Regions from separate parts of the Gossypium hirsutum genome. Here region 2 is linked to region 1. The links are chromatin contacts, called in public Hi-C maps. All regions are on one chromosome and are shown on one strand. The core of a region is the stretch at or near the end of the contact, and the rest is flanking DNA. Distances in the headings are between cores, read along the strand shown.

The links. A called contact is a pair of places that touch in the nucleus more often than the background predicts.
Region 2: a Hi-C map of callus shows a contact between it and region 1, with 2.0 times the contacts expected there. The contact joins the enhancer-like site here to the promoter of LOC107945517 in region 1. A contact is called at or near these places in 3 of 34 Hi-C or Micro-C datasets (callus, leaf and petal).

Annotation. Positions count from the first base shown.
Region 1 is chrD12:34,834,877-34,839,387 of Gossypium_hirsutum_v2.1, reverse strand. It overlaps LOC107945517 (transcription factor TGA1), which reads left to right and starts at 2,042. Exons shown (of 9, transcript XM_016879567.2): 1 at 2,042-2,386.
Region 2 is chrD12:35,064,084-35,068,594 of Gossypium_hirsutum_v2.1, reverse strand. No RefSeq gene overlaps it. Among protein-coding and RNA genes, the nearest start is that of LOC121224738, 9.6 kb to the left of the region's middle. Within about 2 kb of position 2,679, at least 7 of the 9 cell types and tissues checked have an H3K27ac peak or open chromatin away from gene starts, as enhancers often do. A contact at or near this core is called in leaf, where this site is marked.

The DNA of each region.
Region 1 (4,511 bases), core at 793-3,292:
TGAATACTTGGAAATATGGGATGTTATGACATGTATTGAGCTTGAAATTGGCTTGAATTGAAGGTCTTATTGTGACTTGTAATGGTGCAAAATTGGTTGGTTAGGTTGATGCCAAGTTGGGTGTGAAATGTGGCCTTGGAAATGACCTATTTTTGTCCATACGGGTAGAGACACGGGCATGTGTCTCAGCAGTGTGTGACACACGGTCATACACATGGGAGTGTGGTTTGGCCGTGTGTCCCCTGCATCTTTAAAATTAAGAAACAGAATGCCCAGGTATTTCCACACGGGCAGAGACACAGGCGTATGTCTTAGCCGTGTGTGACACACGGCCTAGCACACGGGCGTGTGTTTTGGCTGTGTGACCCCTGCACCTAATTAATGTAAATTAAGTTGTTCACACGGCCTAGCACACGGGCGTGTGGCTTGGCCGTGTGACCCAAGTCAATAAGCAACCTAAATTAGACACGGGTTGGGATACGTCCGTGTGCCCTTATTTCGAATGCCCACATGGCCTAAGACACAAGCGTGCACGGCCTGACCACACGAGTGTGTGTCCCCTACACCTAGGAAAATTTTTGAAATTTTGCGAAAAATTCTCTGAGTTCCCAGTTTAGTCCTGACCTATTGTAAATGCATACTTTGAGCCTCGAGGGCCCATTTAAGGAACAATATGATTGATTTCGGATATGAATAGTAATAAAATGAATTAATTGTATTTGATCTGTAAACTTCGGTAATGCTTCGTAACCCTGTTCCGGTGACGGATATGGATTAAGCGTGTTACAACCCTTGATACAAATAGCACAGTCAAGATCTTTCAAGAGAACCATAAAACTAACATAAATCTAAAAACAAGAACCTGCCAGCGGCGGCAGACAGAAACATGTTAAAAAGCAGACTTATTGTATGTTATTTTTAAACATACATTTGTTTCTAGATTTGTTTCTATATTCACATACAAAGTTTGATGTTAAAATACCCTAAACTAGAGGTGCTCATTGGCCGGGCAGCCCGGCCCGAAATATGGGAGGGTTTGGGTAAAAATATAGGCCCGAAATATGGGCTTGTGCAAAAAAACTAGGCCCATTTAGAAAACGGGCCGAGCCTCGAGAACCACTTTTTTGGCCCGGGCTCGGCCCGGCCCGATATAATAAATATATTTATTTTTAAAATTTTTTTAATTTTAAAATATTTTTAAAATACTTTTTTTAAAATTTTAAATATTTTTAAAATACTTTTTAATTTTTTTTAAATTTTAAAATACTTTTTTTAATTTTTGAAATAAATTTTTGGTATTTATTAAAAAAATGAGCCCGGCCGGGCTGGGCCTGGGCTTATAATTTTTTTCTCGGGCCGGACCTAGGCAAAATTTTAGGCTCATATTTTAGGCCGGGCCCGGGCCAAAATTTTTTATGGGCCCAACCCGAACCTGACTCGGCCCATGAGCACCTCTACCCTAAACTTGAGTCTAAAGTAAGTATATCGAAGCTTCCTGCACATCCATCTTATATATTTTAGTAATGGGCAAACATGTTCATTATTCTTCCAAGAAGATTCAAATTCTTTTTTTATTTTAAATTTCCAATACTACCCTTAGAGAATCTCAGTATATCAAATATTAATAAGCTCACATATTCTTTTTGTTACCCGTCCCTACCCCCGAATTTCTCAATGGAATAGCCGTTACCATCCCACCACCAAAAGCATAAAATCGAAACAAAAAACTTTAAAATACCTTTCCACGCTCCTTGTGAGGCGGTTACACGCACGCGTCAACTCCTTCGCCTGAATTTCCCGCCCACGCTCTCACCAAGCGCTTAAACCTAACTTCCCACTAAAGACAAAAACAAATTCCGCCGGGAAAAATGACGTGAGTTATCAAGACAAGGAAGGGAAGAAGGATGTGCGTAGGTTAAAAGGGAGGGGTGCGTAGGATAAGAAGCCACCTGGTGCGCACATTAGCGATAGTGGAAAGATGGGCAATTCTTTTTAATAATTAATAAATTTGTTTTTTTTAATATAATGTAAAAATTGTTAATGGTGTTGCTGTCGACTCAGTGTAGTGTGTAAGATCACGATAACACACAGACAAATGCAAAATGATAATTAGAAAAAGAAATTTATACGAAAGAATACAAATTATTATTAGTAGAAAAAAAGAATATTTTAAAAAGAAAATATAAAAGATTGGTGGAACAGTTTGAATGGGGTGTATTAAGGTGTGGTGCTCTCAGTAGGATTGATGTTGGGAGTGATGAGACTGAGGGCGATTTAGATACAAGAAGGAGCCATTGCTTGTTGAATTTCAACTTTTTTTTTTGTGCTGCTTTTGGACCTATAAATTTAGCGGGAAACTCTTTCTAACGACCCTTCAAACGAGAAGGTTGGTTTTCCCTTTTTCTTCTTCTTCTCTCTTTTTTGAAAAATTTTGGTGGGTGTTTGGTTTCCGGGAGAGTTGGGGGAGAAAAATAACACAAAAATATAACATTCAAAAACTGGTTAAGTTGTTTAAACAAAGGGTGTTTTCAAGTATTGTGTTTTTCCTTTGAATTAAACTTTTTTTCGGTTTAATTGGAGTTTTCTCTGTTATTTTTGTTTTTATGTAAGATGTAAATTAAGAGAAGTATTGAAATTTTTTGGGGTTAAGGAATGGGTTTTTATTCATTTACTTTTTTGGCTAATTTCTTTGGTTCTGGGTTTAGCATTTAATTGTTAGCCATGCATCTTTTATTTCTCTTTTCTCTATCTTGGATGATTTTTTTTTGGTGGAACTTTTGTTCAGAGGTGAAAAAATAGATGGGATAAATATTGATTATTAATCATGTTTCCTTTCAGATTTGATTTTCGAGTTTGCTGCTTTTTTTTTTTTCCATCTGTTGCTATTGAATGGCTCAAATAGAAGCTCTCAATTCTTCCTTATCCATATTCATATGCTTATGCATAATTTTATTTAAATGTTTTGGGTTTTCTTTGAATTCTTCTTTGTTTTATTCAACCTGTTGCGATTTTGCTTGGATCTACAATTATTTCACTGCTATGCAATCTACTTTTGAAGCAGAAGAAACTATTTTTTCTGCAAGTTTTGTTATTTGTTTTGTGCATATTAAGAAAGGTCCTATGGAAGAAAATCTTGCTAGTTTTGATGGTAATGAAGAATTTTAGGACTAGGAACAGGAGTAGCAATAGGTCCACCATGAACATAAGAGACAAGTGAACAGTGAGCTCCAATAATGAAAACAGTTGACAGCTTAAGACTGAGCTGGGTAGAGGAGAATCATAATTGGTTTTCAGTCTTTTCTCACACTTGGATACAAATAATCTGTGTTTTCTGAGAAGAAAGCACTAAATTTAAGTTGATTTTGCGTAATTGATTGCTCTTTAGTGGAATCATAAACAGGCCGGGGAAGCACAAAAAGATGTCATTGTCCATCCTTTACCAACTATTCTCTATTATCTATGACCTTGCACAGCAATCAGTGCTGTTGCCGATCCTACTATGCAGCATAGATTTATCTTCCTTAACTGTTAGGCTTCTATATGTCCAAATAAAAGGGTCTAATTGCCGATGCACAGTATTAAGTATCTTCAAAGGTTATTATGACTGAATTAGACTGGGGAGGGAGTGGGAACTTTAACTTGATGATAGAACATGTAATGCAAAGGGGGAAACGGAAAGAAAGATTATAGGAGCTTGCAGCAGTGTCCTGATTGTTGAAGCTGTGATACTTGCATAGGAGCTTTTAAATGATTCTTTTGAATTGAAGTTGAAGCTGAAAATCAAAGTTTAGATTGGGGCGATATTTTTCTTTCTATTTGTTGGTAGCATTTACTTCTTTTTCATTCATTCTTACAGTTAGGAACCACATTTTAGTTGTTTACACTTGCGTTCATGCCATGTTTGTTTGAGTGCCATGATGGGAGTAAGGGATTTACTGTTATTTTCTTTATACGATGTTGAATTCTTTAAATAAACTTCAATGGTGCCATTGAAGAGGTCACTAAGACTGGTTACACTCTCGTTGATGGTTCCATTATGGGGACCATTTTTAACAAGATTTGCTTACAATTTTAATCTTGAAAATCTTCCATTTCTCTTCCAATTTTTTGTGCATGGATGAGTTCTATATTTTAGTCGAAGCTTTTTATTTCCCTAATTCTAGTAGGACTAATGCAATAGTTACTTTTGATTTAAATCACGAATTTTTTTTTTCCTTCTAATTTTTCTTTCATGAAATTCTTTTATTTGCTTTCTCAAAGAGATAATTGATTCTAGTGAGCTTGTTGTCAGTATGATATTTAGGAAATAAAATATGTTTTTGAACATGCTTTTTCTTCTTTAGTTAAACCTCTTGATTTATCAAAGGGTGATTCTCAATTGAAAATGCCATTTATCTGATTGGGGTTGTCCTAAAATATGCAGCATCTTTGTGATTAGCTTTTATAATTATATTCTTTGTTGCCTGTTCGTTTTGTGCTTCTCCCCAAGCTTATACATACCTATGTCTTGT
Region 2 (4,511 bases), core at 1,430-3,929, 230 kb before region 1:
AAGTATTTGATGAAGTACGTTATATAAAAACACCAAGTTTTCATGTAAGAGAGAGAAATATGATTTGTATTATGAAAAGTATTAAGTTAAATAAATGAATATCTTATTAAATCTAAATGATTAAAATGAATAGTAGCAAAAGTATATTTATTATGTATGTTTAAATGAAAGTTTGTTCAAAAAATCATGGAAAAGCAAATATTTTCATTAAAACAATTTTTGGATAGCAACAATAGCTTAAGTTTGAAAATTCACCAAATAAAATCGAGTTAGATGTTGAAACTAATATGAAATTAAAGAATGTTGAGTCTAGTTTTGTTTAGAAGAAACAATGTAAGCAATGTAATTCTAGGTTTTGAGATATATTAACTTTAGTGAGATAATGTCAGAATGATTTCGGGTTCCCTTGTACTAAATTTGAAAAAATCATTAAAAATTATACAAAAATAATTAAGAAATTAATTATATATATATGAAAAGCCTAATGAGCCTATTTTCAAGAGAAACAAACAGAAACCTTATACAAATTTTGTACTAAAAGATAAATGTATTTTAGTGAAAGTAGGTTAAAGCTACCTTGCAATATAATAGGGGAGAATTTGAAGAAATTAGTGTATTAATTGACTTCCTTAAAAAAATTGAATTTTTATGATGAAAATTCCAATAAGTCTAGTTTCAAAAACAACAAGTAGATCTTAATTCCTAATTCTTTAGGCTAAGATATAAATAATTTAGTGAGTACTACTTAAGTAGACAACCTTATTAAGAGTATATGTGCAATTAGTGAAAAAAATAATGAATATTACATATAGACATGCTATATTAAAAGCCAAAGTTTTTCATATGTATATACACACATGTACATATAGGATGTGGAATGGAGGGGGGAGGAAGAGGAAAAATAATAGAAGAGTTGTAATGCTAAAAAGTTGATACAAGAGACAGAATTGCTAATATGTAAGAGAGGTTAAAATGAATTTGTGAAGATTACATTGACCTTCAATGAAATTTTAAGCTTGGAAAGTGACCGAGAATGTATGGAAATGAAATAAAGATGTTTAGATATTGTTTCAGAAATGTTTACAACATGATTTGTGGATCCCCTATTCTAGGTCTCGAGACATAAGAGTTAAAGTCTCGAGATAGGTTAATTTCGAACCTAAAATACTACAGTCTCAGGGCCATGTCTTGAGACATATGCACTTTTGTCTTGAGACAAGCAAATTTCGAACCAAAATTGCTACAGTATTAGAGTAATGTCTCAAGATATACAGATTCTTGCCTCGAGACATGCTGATTGTGACTGAAAATTTTCTTGTTTTGCTTTAAAAAGGACCCTGAACGTGAATGACCTTGAATAGGTCTGAATGAATAATTTAACTTTGATGAAGTGATTGACTTGAAAATGTGACATTTTTTGTTCCAGCTTAGTTACAAGCTCAAGTAAGAGGTGTTACAACAGTTTTTAACAATGTCAAACTATAATAACCACTGCAATAAAATACTTCCATTAACTCTTTCATATTATCTAAACAATAACGGTAAATAACAATAGAATGTTTCGGGAAGAAAAAAAATAGTATTGGTTTCTCGTATGTTGTGGTATATAAAATTGCACTTATAAAATTCCATTTATGCGAAGTCTGGATAAATTTAAAGAATTGTCCCTACGGTGGCATTTGAAGGTTAATATTATTATTTTTAAGTCTTCAAAGAAATTTATTAATTCTCATATTTGGGACGTTAGGATAGATGGAAATGTATTTTTTGTTTTTTTTTTTTGTTTTATGTATAGAATCACTATTTGGAATGAGATGGCTTGTGGGAGAAATGATGAAGCATGGAAGGCTATAGGAGATGTTAATATTTTCAAGTCCCAAGAGAAATATGGTAGAGGATAGTTTTGGTATAATTTATATTAGTTAGAACGTTTCATTCCAATAGTAAATCAAAAAAAATAAAATTAAGTTCCGTTTTAGTGTAAATTTTAATCCATATCGGTTAATTTCGCTTGTACCAGATAAAATATGGTATATGAGTTGGTATAAAAACATTTAATTTTAAAAAATATTTTAAAATTAATTTTTTATTATTTATTTGTAAAAAAATTAATTTTAAATTTAAATACATTTTTATTACTTATTTTGAATTTTTTGAATTATAAATTGTTATAGAATTATAGGGGATGATTTTATTGTTTAATTTATGGAATAATTTATACTTTATATAATTGATGAGTATCTTTTTTTTGGTATTTTAAAATTTACATAATATTTTATATTTATTTAATCTTATTATTTGACTTTTGTAAATATTTTTATTTATATATATATCAAATGTGTTTAAAAATATTAATAAATCTGAAACGGTGCATTGAAATAAATTGAAATTAATATGTTCTAATATTAATAAAAAATCGGTATATCCACTAATACGATACTAACTACCTTAATAAAAGACCCTTCTGGTTACTTGGTTGATGAATTTAATACATGGGTTAATGAAAATTATTTGTTTGATGTGGATATTATGGAGGTGATTTTACTTGGTGAGATATTCATTCTAAGGATCAAAATATTTGGGAAAAACTTGATAGGGTCCTCATGAATATGGAATGGAGTAGGCTCTTCCCTAATAGCTTTGGGTTTGTGGAATTGGCCATTGAATTGGACCACAAGCGCATTATGGTTTCTTTCTTAAAAAGGCCTAAGAAAAGGGGAAAAGATGTTCTGAAGCCGAGTGCCAATATGATGAAACAAGTTTTGTGAGAACAAATGGGTATCTCTTTCCTAGTTGAAATCCCCAATAAGAACATGTGATACAACATAAGGAGTGATTTTAGATGTAGTTATCCTTAATTTTTTTTATTATACAGAGATTAAATTCATCCCAACCTATTAAATAGTGTTTTTTTAGAAGGGACGGATGTTCATAGAATTTGATCCTAAATGTGAGTACCACCACCTAATATTATAACCACAAGCCACAACAATTAAGTTGTCGGCAGATATGAAATAGATCAAATCATTGTTTATCGCAACATTTAGACAAAAAAGAAATTAGATAAATAGATAGCACATGAATCCGAGTTAGAACAAAAGATCAAATAATCATAAACAGAAATTCTGCTTCTTAACGATGACCAGGGTTTACAAATGAAAAGATTTTAAAAAAATAATTTACAGCTCTTTAGAAGCAATGATTATGAAAAGAAGAAAAGCAAGAAAGAAGTGGAAAATGTATCAAGCAGAAAAGGCCCCATTGAAAGCTGCAACACCAATCTGGGATTTCGGCTCAAAACCCAATTTGAAAACCTCAAGTTTTGGATGCCCAATTTTGGTCTTCAGCTTCAAAGCCAACACTCCTACACAAGAACCCAACTCTTGTTGCTTTTCAACCCCAACTTTGTTTCTTGAAATCCTCACCCTCCTTTCATATTCCTCAGCAACAAGCATAGCAATATCAGCCATCTCTTTTAATCTCTGATCTAATATTTCAAAACTGTAAGGAAAAAGTTATTGATGGGCTGACTTTGATTTTCCTCGGGGAAGAATTTATAAAAAGGAATGGATAAGGCTGACAGGTGGGGGCTGAGTTTTGATGTTTAAATATTTATATTTTAATATGGAACTCGAGGCTCCTTTGGTATTGGTGGTTTTGGGATTGGGTTTGATACGTATATTTTCTTAGGGAAGAAAAAAATTACTGAATTTATAGTACTGAATTTATATTTTATTGAAAACAAAAACCTGGATAACTGTGAAAATGGGTTTTAAAGCAATGGCCAACTTGCTTCTATGCCATTTTCAGGGGTTTATTTGGTTTTTCAGTTCCCCACCTAATGGCAGGTACAACGAATTTTTAACCATTGTGAAACATGCAGGCAGGGATTTTTTTTTTCCTGTTTTTTTGTTCTTTTAAAAAAAAAGAGGCGGGTTTCTTTCTTCTTTATAAAGGTTAAAATGTTCTATTAATTCCTATATTTTAAAAAAAATTGAGATTTAATTTATGTATTAAAAAAGTTAAAAATTAAGTCTTACTTTTTTATTTAAAAATCTCAATTCAGTCATTAAAATTGTAAATTTTTTTATTAAATTTTGTCAACTTAAAATTTTGATTATATTGTCCTCATATAACATGGTATATGACTGACAAAAAATAAATATGATAAATTGACAAATTTTAACAAACTACCAACAATAATAATAATTAGATTAGAATTTTTACATTAAAAAAACATCATTTTAATTTTAAAATTATAGAGATTTAATCTCAAAATCTATAAATTAACAGGAATTAACAACCCATTTTTAACCCTTTATAAAATATGTACATAAACAAATCTAACCGTGGAGCTATTTACCTAATTTAATAAGCTCAATCTAAGTATGGATCCAACTTACATAAAATATTTTTAGTTTGAGTAGTAAAATCAAATTTTACTTAAATGATCAAAATGTAATTGCATTGAGTATGGTAAAAATATTGTATTTTTTAAAATATATATAATT